2 separate regions of the Sus scrofa genome follow, and region 2 is linked to region 1. A link is a contact called in public Hi-C data. All regions are on one chromosome and are shown on one strand. The core of a region is the stretch at or near the end of the contact, and the rest is flanking DNA. Distances in the headings are between cores, read along the strand shown.

Region 1 (4,717 bases), core at 1,496-3,995:
AACACTGGATCTTTAACCCACGGAACGGGCCCAGGGATCGAACCCACGTCCTCATGGATCCTGTCCGTTAGTTACCGCTAAGCCACCACTGCAACTCTAAAAATGGTATTTGATGTAAAACATTGAAAAGAAGACAAGATAGGATCTGAAAGATGAAAATTTCAGGCAGAGGAAACTGCAAGGTCAAAGCCCTGGGGGCAGGGGGAGTGTTGGAATATTGGGGGAGTGGCCCTTAACAGCATCCCTGTTCCTTGTCCTGCTTCCCAACCAAAGACAAAACAAAGCAGAAATAAGTAGAAAGATTTACTTACTTTTATTTTACTACTTAAAGCTGACACAACTGAGAATGTGACTTATGTCACCGGGTGAGTGAGCTTCTGACTCTTGAACCCCATCCTCAGCCAGCTCAGCTCCCAGCCCAGCTTGGCGGAGGCTGACCGCTCCTCGCTCTGGGAAAGCCCGCCTCCCCTGGGGCGCAGGGCAGCAGAGAGCAAGGCTCTCAGGAGGGCGGGGCGACAGGCAGGGCTGCACATGGTCAGTGTGTCGTCCCAAACTCCCGCAGGAGCGTAGGGGCGGTGCTGACAGACTGGTACCCTGGCTGCAAGCCTGGTCCTTTTAGGGTGTCCTCGTGGTTAACGCTCGACGCCCCAGGGCCTGAGGGTGTGAGATGAAGCCGCAGACGTAGACCAAGCCTGGGGGATGACAGAGAAGATCCTTCTTCCAGAAGGTTGGCATAAGGCAAGTGCTCACTAAATAATTTCTCCTGTGTCTTCAAACTCAGGCGACGTCCCCCCTCCCCGCCTGAACACACAGCTGTACGGCTCTCAGACGGCCTCTGGGCCCCATCTGGGCATTTTCCGTAGGTTTCAGTTATCATAAATGTCAGGTCCACCCAACAATGAACAAAAATCCCACTTCACCTGATTTCAGACTTTTGGAAGAAGTGACCCTCTCTCACGGGTCATTCTTGATGTTCGGGGTCTCGATTGGGAATCTGTGGTAGTGACTGAGTTTCGAGTAGCCCAGGGCTTTGAGCAGCACAGGAGCTCAGTCTTTACTGGATAAAGAGTCACTCTTCCGCAGGCCTCTGAGACTGAGGTGTGAGGCCAGTGGGAGGAGGAAGATCACCAAAAGTTTGGGATCATCACCCACCTTCCCCAGGAAACTCCCCAGGATGTCAGATCCTCCTCGGGCTGTGTGAGCCTCCACTTCCTGCCCCGGCCCCGGGACTGGAAAGGAATGGGAGGGAAGAGCTTTTTAAGACGAGACTGTCATCCAGCCTTCCTCCGGGTAGCTTAGGATGTGTGCATTCATTTATTTCCTCTCCTATTTTGGGGTGCTTTTGCCGCAGGGTTATGACAAATAAAGAAATGCAGGGTGCCACCTGCCCTGGCAACCTCTTTGACAGTGTCGGAAGCAGAACTAACTACGAGTTTTGAAATGTCTGATATTCAACAAAATTTTGATTTTCCTCCCTGGATTGATTAACATGACTTGTGTTAATTCAGTTATTGCAGGAGCTGAAAGGCCTCGTGGGGCACCACCATTTCATTGGTTTGCAGAGTCCCTCCCTTCGCTGTCTGAGTCCTGCTGTTGGCATTTCATTCATCCCCTATTGGTACAGGTGTGAGGTGGAACTGTTTTCGCATGTTTGGGGGGGACAAAACATTGGCTCTGTCGCCTCAGTTTCCTGTGGTTCGGCTTAGTTGATAGGATTCTTTGGAGCTGTGAGAGATGTGTGGCAAGCTGGCCCCACATGCCTTCTGTCCAGGGTATGCTTGTGAATTGCCTGGGAACAGATGACTTTGGCTGTGGTCAGGCAGACCCCTGTATCTCTTTTAAATTGCTGATTTGGCCCAGGACAGGCCATTTCACATCCTCCATGATCAATAAATATCAAATAAATTGTCCAAAACCAAGTATAAGCTGCAGTCTGGATAATGAGCTGCTTTATGCCTTTAATGAATCTCTGCCTTTGTCACTACAGTGGGCAGCACCGGGGGCTGACTGCTTTCATGTCATTCTTCACGAACCTAAGACAAAGTGCAACAGGCACCCTTTGGGGTTTTCTCAGGGAGCAGGACTCTTCTCAGCAGATGAAAGAAATGTGGCCTGATTGAATAAGATTCTGCTAGGACCCACTGCAGGGCCCTGGGGGAAGGGGTGTGGACAAAGCTGGTGCTGGAGGGGCACCAGCACCACCAGCACAAAGCCTTGTGAGAAGGTATGTTTCTGGCCTCTGCTGGCTGAGGAGGGAGCGTGGAGGATACTGCTGTCTCCCCAGGGGTATGTTTTCAGGGATGTGCCAGAGGAACTGCTGGGTGTGGGGAGAAAATATCCAAACTTCCCTTTTAGTTTGTTTGCATTTCTGAAAGTTGTGAGAGTTAATATTCACACACTGCTTTAAAGTAGCGTTACTGCTTTATTTTAGTGGTTGGAATAATCTTGACAGTAGCTCTAGGAGGTGAAGGCTATTATAATCCTCACTGACGCAGGAAGCTAAGGCTCAGACATTCCAGAGCTCAGCCCAAGGTCAGGGCACTGCCAGGAGGTGGCAGAGCAGGCCGGCTGGCTCCAAAACTCTTAGCACCTTTTATTAACCATTTTGTGGATGAGACCATCTTTATCATGTTGTACATGGTGAATACACACACACACAAACACACACACACACACACACATGAACACACACACTCTGTAGGCTCCAGTTTTGTTTTTCACTGTGAGGCTCTGACCAGCAGTGGGAATTCAGGCTAGTTCCTTGGGCTCTGAGGCCTCATTTTGAAACAGACAGCTATGTATGCAGCGACCCTGGGTCCTTTCCAGATCTGTCATTCACCACTCCCAAGACCATGCTATGGCAGGAGACTAATCTCCCTTGATTAATCCTTAATCAAACAAAGGCTTGAGTTTAGGGTGAGGAGCAGTTTTCCATGGCATTTAACTGCCTGTTTCACTGGGGATGCTTCAGGGCTTGTCAGCACTTCGGATGGTTTGGGACCTTTCCATGCTAGATGGATCAGATCTTGCAAAATTTAGCTTAAAAAGAAAAGGAGGAGGGCTTTGGATTTTTGTTGTTGTTGGAAGTTTTTTGTTTTGCTTTGGTTTGGCTTGGTTCCTGTGGAGCTATTGCTAGACAGAATTGTGGCCACACTCCCTTAGTGAAGAGGGACTGCCCAGGAGAACAAGGGGCTGGTCTCTTCTTGGGGAGGATCCAGGATGTCACAAACCAGATGATAGCACTGGAGGGGTCTTGTGACTGTGAACGGAAAGATCTGTCCAGTACAGTGCAATTTATGGATAGGGAGCTGCTTTTTATAGGAGGAGGAGATATAACTCTGAAGTAAGTCTTGGGCACAAATCATGTTCAGGAAAGTACTGGTGTGTTCCATTATCTTCCTGTGGAGTGAATTGGAAAGGGGGCATTACAGCCAAACTTTCAGAAGTTCAGATTTGCAAAATATATTTGGGACCCCCATTTAGGTTATCACTCTTTTACATTTGGTTGATTGTTTAAATCACTAGATAGGTTTAAAAATGGTGATAAGAAGAAAGTATTCATCTTCAAGGATTTGGGTCCACCTTTTGTTTATACAGTGTCTTCTCATTCTAAGATTTTAAATGGGCATCTCTCATCTTGTAAGCTCCTGGAAGGAGAGACCCTACCTCACTAATATCTGTATTTCAGGATTTGCTCTGCACCTGGCGCTTTATAGGCCTTCAACGTATTTTTATGCATAAAAGAATGCACCGACTTTGCAAACACTTTGTGGGCTTTTTAATTGGTACCCTTCCTTTTCAGCACTAGAAATGACTAACTATCTTTATATAGATGCCAGAAATGGAACAAAGCCTTCTCTCACCCCAGAGGCCATGGACACATTTTAAAATATAGCCAATAATATCTTTTTTCTGACTATAATGTAATGCACACACAAAAGCTGGAAAAGTTAGAAACCTTAATGAGGAAAAAAGATGACCCATGATCTCATTAACACATCACCATTATTTTATTTCTTTCCAGTATTTTTTCTAAGCAGTATTTTTTTTTTATGGCTGCACCTGTGATACATGGAAGCTTCCAGGCCAAGAGAATGAATGGGAGACACAGCTAAGACAATGCTAGATCCTCTAACCCACTGCGCCAGGCTGAGAATTGAACCCACGCCTCCGCAGTGACCTGAGCCAGTGCAATTAGAGTTTTAACCCACTGTGCCACAGCAGAAACTCCTCTAAGCAACATTTTAAAATACACATTGTGTTTATGCTATATTCAGTATCCTTTTTCCCATTATGTTTTAAGTATCTTCTCTACTTAATAAAACTTCTTAGAACATATATATATGTATTTGTCTTTTTGGGGCCGCACCCACAGCATATGGAAGTTCCCAGGCTAGGGGTCCAATTAGAGCTGTAGCCGCCAGCCTACACCAGAGCCACAGCAACACAGGATCTGAGCTGCGTCTGTGACCTACACAACAGCTCACGGCAATGCCAGATCTAACTTAACCCATTGAATGAGGCCAGGGATCAAACCCTCATCCTCGTGGATGCTAGTTGGGTTCGCTAACTGCTGAGCCATGACAGGAACTCTAGAAAACATTTTTAAAAGCTGGTAATATTCTGTCAAGTGAATGTATGTATTTGATCAAATATATCAAATGGTGGTCATGTGGATGGTTTCTAGCTTTTTGCTGTTGTAAATAATACTGTAGTG
Region 2 (4,717 bases), core at 756-3,255, 470 kb before region 1:
GTGGCTAGTGCTATGAAGCAAATGAATTTTAAATTTTATTTAAGTTTTAATCATTTAGATTTAAATAGCCACAGCACAAATCTAGATCATTAAGTCCTCACGGGGACATCTGCTCTGAGTGAATGAGGATCAGATGAGATCTTCTGAAAACCTAATCATTGATACATGGGCTTGCATGTAGCCTAATTTGCATATATACCAGAGACTGTCTTACCTGTGCCTGGTTTACCTGCTCCATCTCAGTTATACAGGATACAGAAATAGTTCTCTCAGATGTGAACAGAATTTTCACTCAGCATTCTCAGATTCACAGACTTTTCCAGAGATATTTCTAAACTCAATGCTGAGGACTTGAACAAATGTCAGCCTCAGACATCTCTGGGCATCACGGTAGGCAGCAAAAGGGCTTATCCTTGGAGTTCCTGTGGTGGCTCAGCAGTAATGAACCCGACTAGTATACATGAGGATGCCCGTTCAATCCCTGGCCCCGATCAGTGGGTTAAGGATCTGGCGTTGCTATGAGCTGTGGTGTAGGTCAGCAGCTGCAGCTCTGATTTGACCCCTAGCCCAGGAACTTCCACATGCTGAGGTGGGTGTGGCCCTAAAAAGCCAAAAAAGGGTGGTGGTGCTTATCCTCACCTGGATATGGGAGTCAGAAATGGACCCACAGGGAGAAGTTCCCAGATGGAATTTTTCCATTAAGTTGTGAGCACAGTTTTCAACCGCAAAGAAACTAACTGATGGAAGCCCATGGCAAGCCACAAACTATTCTGCCTCTGAGTTGGTAATCATTTTAACAAAGACATGATTTCCTTTCAAGTGTGTAAAACAGTTTAGAGGAAACAGCACAGAAAGCTGGTTTGATCATTGGCTCATTTAATTTAGTTCAAGGGACATGCATCGGTCCAGAAGTATTAAATAATGTTCTAGGAAAATTGCTAGAAATCAAGAAAGAGGAAAACTAGGGGTCATGACAAGTATTAATTTATTTAGAAACTTTTCAAACATAGAGGAGTAAAAATAACATAATGAAGGTCTGTGTAGCTATTCAACAAATTCAATAATGATCAACACATGGCCAGTCCTGTTCATACTTCAATCCACTTTCTCCCCATCCTCAATGCATTACTTTAAAGAAAATCCCAGGCAATAAAATTATTTCATCTAAAAAATGAAACAAGCTCATTTAGGGAAGGAATGCATCTTCAGGCGCCATGGTAGAAAGGTAGTAAATTTTCAACTCCTTGCTCAAAATCCCATTGATTTTCCTGTGTTTTGGAGTTTGGAGGGACCATGCTCTGGGTCAGGTGATCATCCATGGTCATAATCCATGATCACCCGGGTATGACGTGATATCATCCAGTTCACGTGTCTCCATCTTATTAACATGGTACCATGAGAGCCTTTGGCAAAATCCACATCTCTGAGCTCTAAGCCTGCCCTTGATTTGTTAATCTGCTAGTCATCCTATAAAATGGGAACTGTGATTAGTTTGGTACCACCTGTTCTTAGAACCCATGACTGGGGCCAAAAACTGCTTAATGATAGACTCTAGCCAGGAATTAGCACTTCCTTGTCTATCCAAGCCAGATTCCACCTTTCCTCTTTTTCTTAAATGATGATGTCACACTTGTCATGGAGATTTGTCATTTCCCTCTCATTGAGCTGGTTCTTCAGACACCCATCCCCGAATTAGCTCCCAGCCCCCTCCCTTAATGTGGTCCATCTGAGCTTGAAGGCCAGTCTGCTCTCACTGTCTCTTGACTCAGGATGTTCAAGCCAGAGGGACCCTCCCTCTCTGGGTTTCAATCTTGAAGGTTATTTTTATTTTCTACTTCCCAGTAGAAAGATCCTTTTCCCCTGGATACAGAAACAAAAGCATTGTTGAGTAGTTGAGTTAAATTTCAGAGTAATTTGGTATTCCTTCAGGTGGGAAATGACACTGCCCCTCAGGCCAGGGAGTGACCTTCCTTGTTCCCTGGTCAACAAAGCCCTTGGGACTGGTCACAAGCTGTTTCAAGTCCTGATCCCTGGAGTCCTTAGAACTTCCTGAATTGGTTCTTAAAGGTCCAGACTCCTATTGGATGGCTGGCCGTTAGAAAGTCACCAGGGACTATCTCCCTGTGGGTACTGTCTTAGAACAATGTCTGCGTGGTGGGAATACCCCCTTGTTTCTCTTCTCAGTGGGTCCTAACACTACTCTCCTTAGCTGTCACCATCTGCTTTTCCCAGGCTTCCTTCTCCCACTTGAGCACTGTAAGAAGGGGCCTGGGAGTTCTCTGGGGACCTAGTGGTTAAAGATCCGGCATTGTCACTGCTGTGGCTCAGGGTCAATCTCTGGTCCGGGAACTTTTGCACACTTCGGGTACAGCTGAAAAAAAAAAAGGAGCCCAGCTATACGTCTCTCTGGCTCCCCTCCAACTCTAAATAAGCTTAGGAAACATTTTTGAAGCCATCCAAGGCAATTTAGTGCTGGTGAGAGCAGGAAAACAGCCAGAGGATGGGGATTAAAAATAACAGGAAAATTATAGGAAAGCTTTAACATCTCTAATAGTCATCCTTGGAACCCACTGTGTTGTGATTAAATCTAGATCTGCTCTTTCTCAGCCCCCCACAGGATCAGCAAGTCAGGTCTTCCCAGCCCTCTATCCCTGTGTCACTGGTAGGGATCCCTGTGAGTTTTCCTGTTTTCCCTCTCCTTCCTCTTCTCTATACCTTCCTGCCTTAAATGAAAGATGCAGATGTTAGGCTCTTTGGTCTACAAATCAGAAGTCCTCTCCAAATCAAATAGCTTTTTAGCTTTTTTCCCACCTGGTATAGTTATCTTAACACATTCCCCTCCCATCTGTGTGCACATGATGCACCTGAGTGCTGGTTGAGCAACTGTATAGATTTTTGTAGATGCCGCCCCTCATCATGTGGAATTCTATCAATACTCCATATAAAATTGTGTGTGTGTGTGTGTGTGTGTGTGTGTGTGTGTGTGTGTGTGATGTATATCTATATATAATTCTTCTTACAGTACTTATGGTAGCTAAGTCACTACATATGCTAACTTGGTAAAACCTCTCTAGAGAAAATACAAGGTGAGTTTCCTTCAAGCTTTTGGCCCCAACATTTTTTTTCCAGCAATGGGTCAATACATAACCTTGCTTTATGTGCATTTCTGTTTGAAGACACCTTCCATAATATACATTGCTAATAAATCCCCTTGAACTATGACAGCAACACTGACACTCATGCCTAAAGGAAGTTTATCCAGCCCACGTATTTTCTCCATGAGGCAAGTCACAGATTCCTTGCACTTAGGACCCCAGACAGCATTCCAGCACTACATTTGGGGGCATTTTAAACCATGAAGTCAACAAAAAGCAGATATACAGTTTCATCCACAGATGCAGAACCTGTAGACACGAAGAGCCAGATGTCCTAAGACATTTTATGTAAAGGACTTGAGCATCCATGGATTTTGATAAATCCCCAGGGTCCTGGAACCAATCCCCTGGCAAATACTGAGGGATGACTGTACAGAATCCATTAATAATGAGGTTCAATTCTACACACACATGCACGTACACATATGTACACACTCCTACACATTCATATACACACACACGTATATACACTCATACACATACAACTATAACTCTGAGGGCAGATACCATCTGTCTGTGTTGCATGAGTCATGATCTGAGCCAGGAGTTCTAACATCAGGTCACCAGTATATACACCATACCTTGCTTGGGGCCTGGCACGTTGTCCAGTAAGGTCAATCACACACCCATACAGAGACTACCCTCCATCTACCATCTACTTGAGGTCCATAAAGGTTAGACGTAATTTTGTAAAAGCTACCAATGTGATTTTAAAGTTACTCATCACATCCTCAGCTTCATCTGATACATAATTTTTACTGTTATAGTTTTTACACTGATGTAGCTCTTCTTGGATCAAGAAAACACATTCATGTAGTTTCCAAGCCTATGGTGTCTATTTATATGTAAATGGATTGTCTATTCAACCATCTTGTGGCAATGCTGTGGGTTTTTTTTCACTTTTAAAGTCCAGAGAGGAGTTCCCGTCATGGTGCAGTGGTTAACGAATCTGACTAGTAACCATGAGGTTCCAGGTTCGATCCCTGGCCTCAGTCAGTGGGTTAAGGATCCAGTGTTGCCGTGAGCTGTGGTGTAGGTTGCAGACATGGCTTGGATCCTGTGTTGCTGTGGCTCTGGCGAAGGCCAGCAGCTACAGCTCCAATTAGACCCCTAGCCTGGGAACCTCCATAAAGAAAGAAAGAAAGAAAGAGGAAAAAAAATCCAGAGAAACCTTGTAGTGAACAAGGTTGTCCAGAGGCCCAGTGTCATGTGTCTTAACCCCTTAGTAATCTGGTTCTGGTACTACAGCCATTTGGGTTTCTGGGCCCTAAAGGGGGCGGGGGTGCTCATAAGGAAGTGCAAGATCTTTTGGAGGAGAGAAAATAGGCACATCTCCACCTAGTGGTCAAAAGCAAAATGTGGGAACCTTGAGATGGGTTTATCCATTAGGTGTCGGTCTGTGCGCCTAAACCTGGGCTGCTTTTCTTGTGAATCAAAGGCTGGGGAGAGGGGAAAAAACCAAATGCGTTAAGGAAAATCCACCAGGATTACTGTAAAAAATATGAAGGTAGTCCATTATGAGCTTTGGAATCGTAAATTCGAATCTAAATTCCAGCTCCACC

Evidence for each region. Hi-C and Micro-C count contacts between places; a contact is called where the count stands out from the background.
Region 2: a Hi-C map of skeletal muscle shows a contact between it and region 1, with 4 times the contacts expected there. The contact joins two enhancer-like sites. A contact is called at or near these places in 12 of 47 Hi-C or Micro-C datasets (embryonic fibroblasts, heart right ventricle, liver and 6 more) and 1 of 2 datasets of contacts at active chromatin or transcription factors (skeletal muscle).

The regions. Positions count from the first base shown.
Region 1 is chr1:158,631,424-158,636,140 of Sscrofa11.1, reverse strand. No RefSeq gene overlaps it. Among named protein-coding and RNA genes, the nearest start is that of PHLPP1, 230 kb to the left of the region's middle. Within about 2 kb of position 2,745, at least 15 of the 83 cell types and tissues checked have an H3K27ac peak or open chromatin away from gene starts, as enhancers often do. A contact at or near this core is called in skeletal muscle, where this site is marked.
Region 2 is chr1:159,097,044-159,101,760 of Sscrofa11.1, reverse strand. No RefSeq gene overlaps it. Among named protein-coding and RNA genes, the nearest start is that of ZCCHC2, 77 kb to the right of the region's middle. Within about 2 kb of position 2,005, at least 4 of the 83 cell types and tissues checked have an H3K27ac peak or open chromatin away from gene starts, as enhancers often do. A contact at or near this core is called in skeletal muscle, where this site is marked.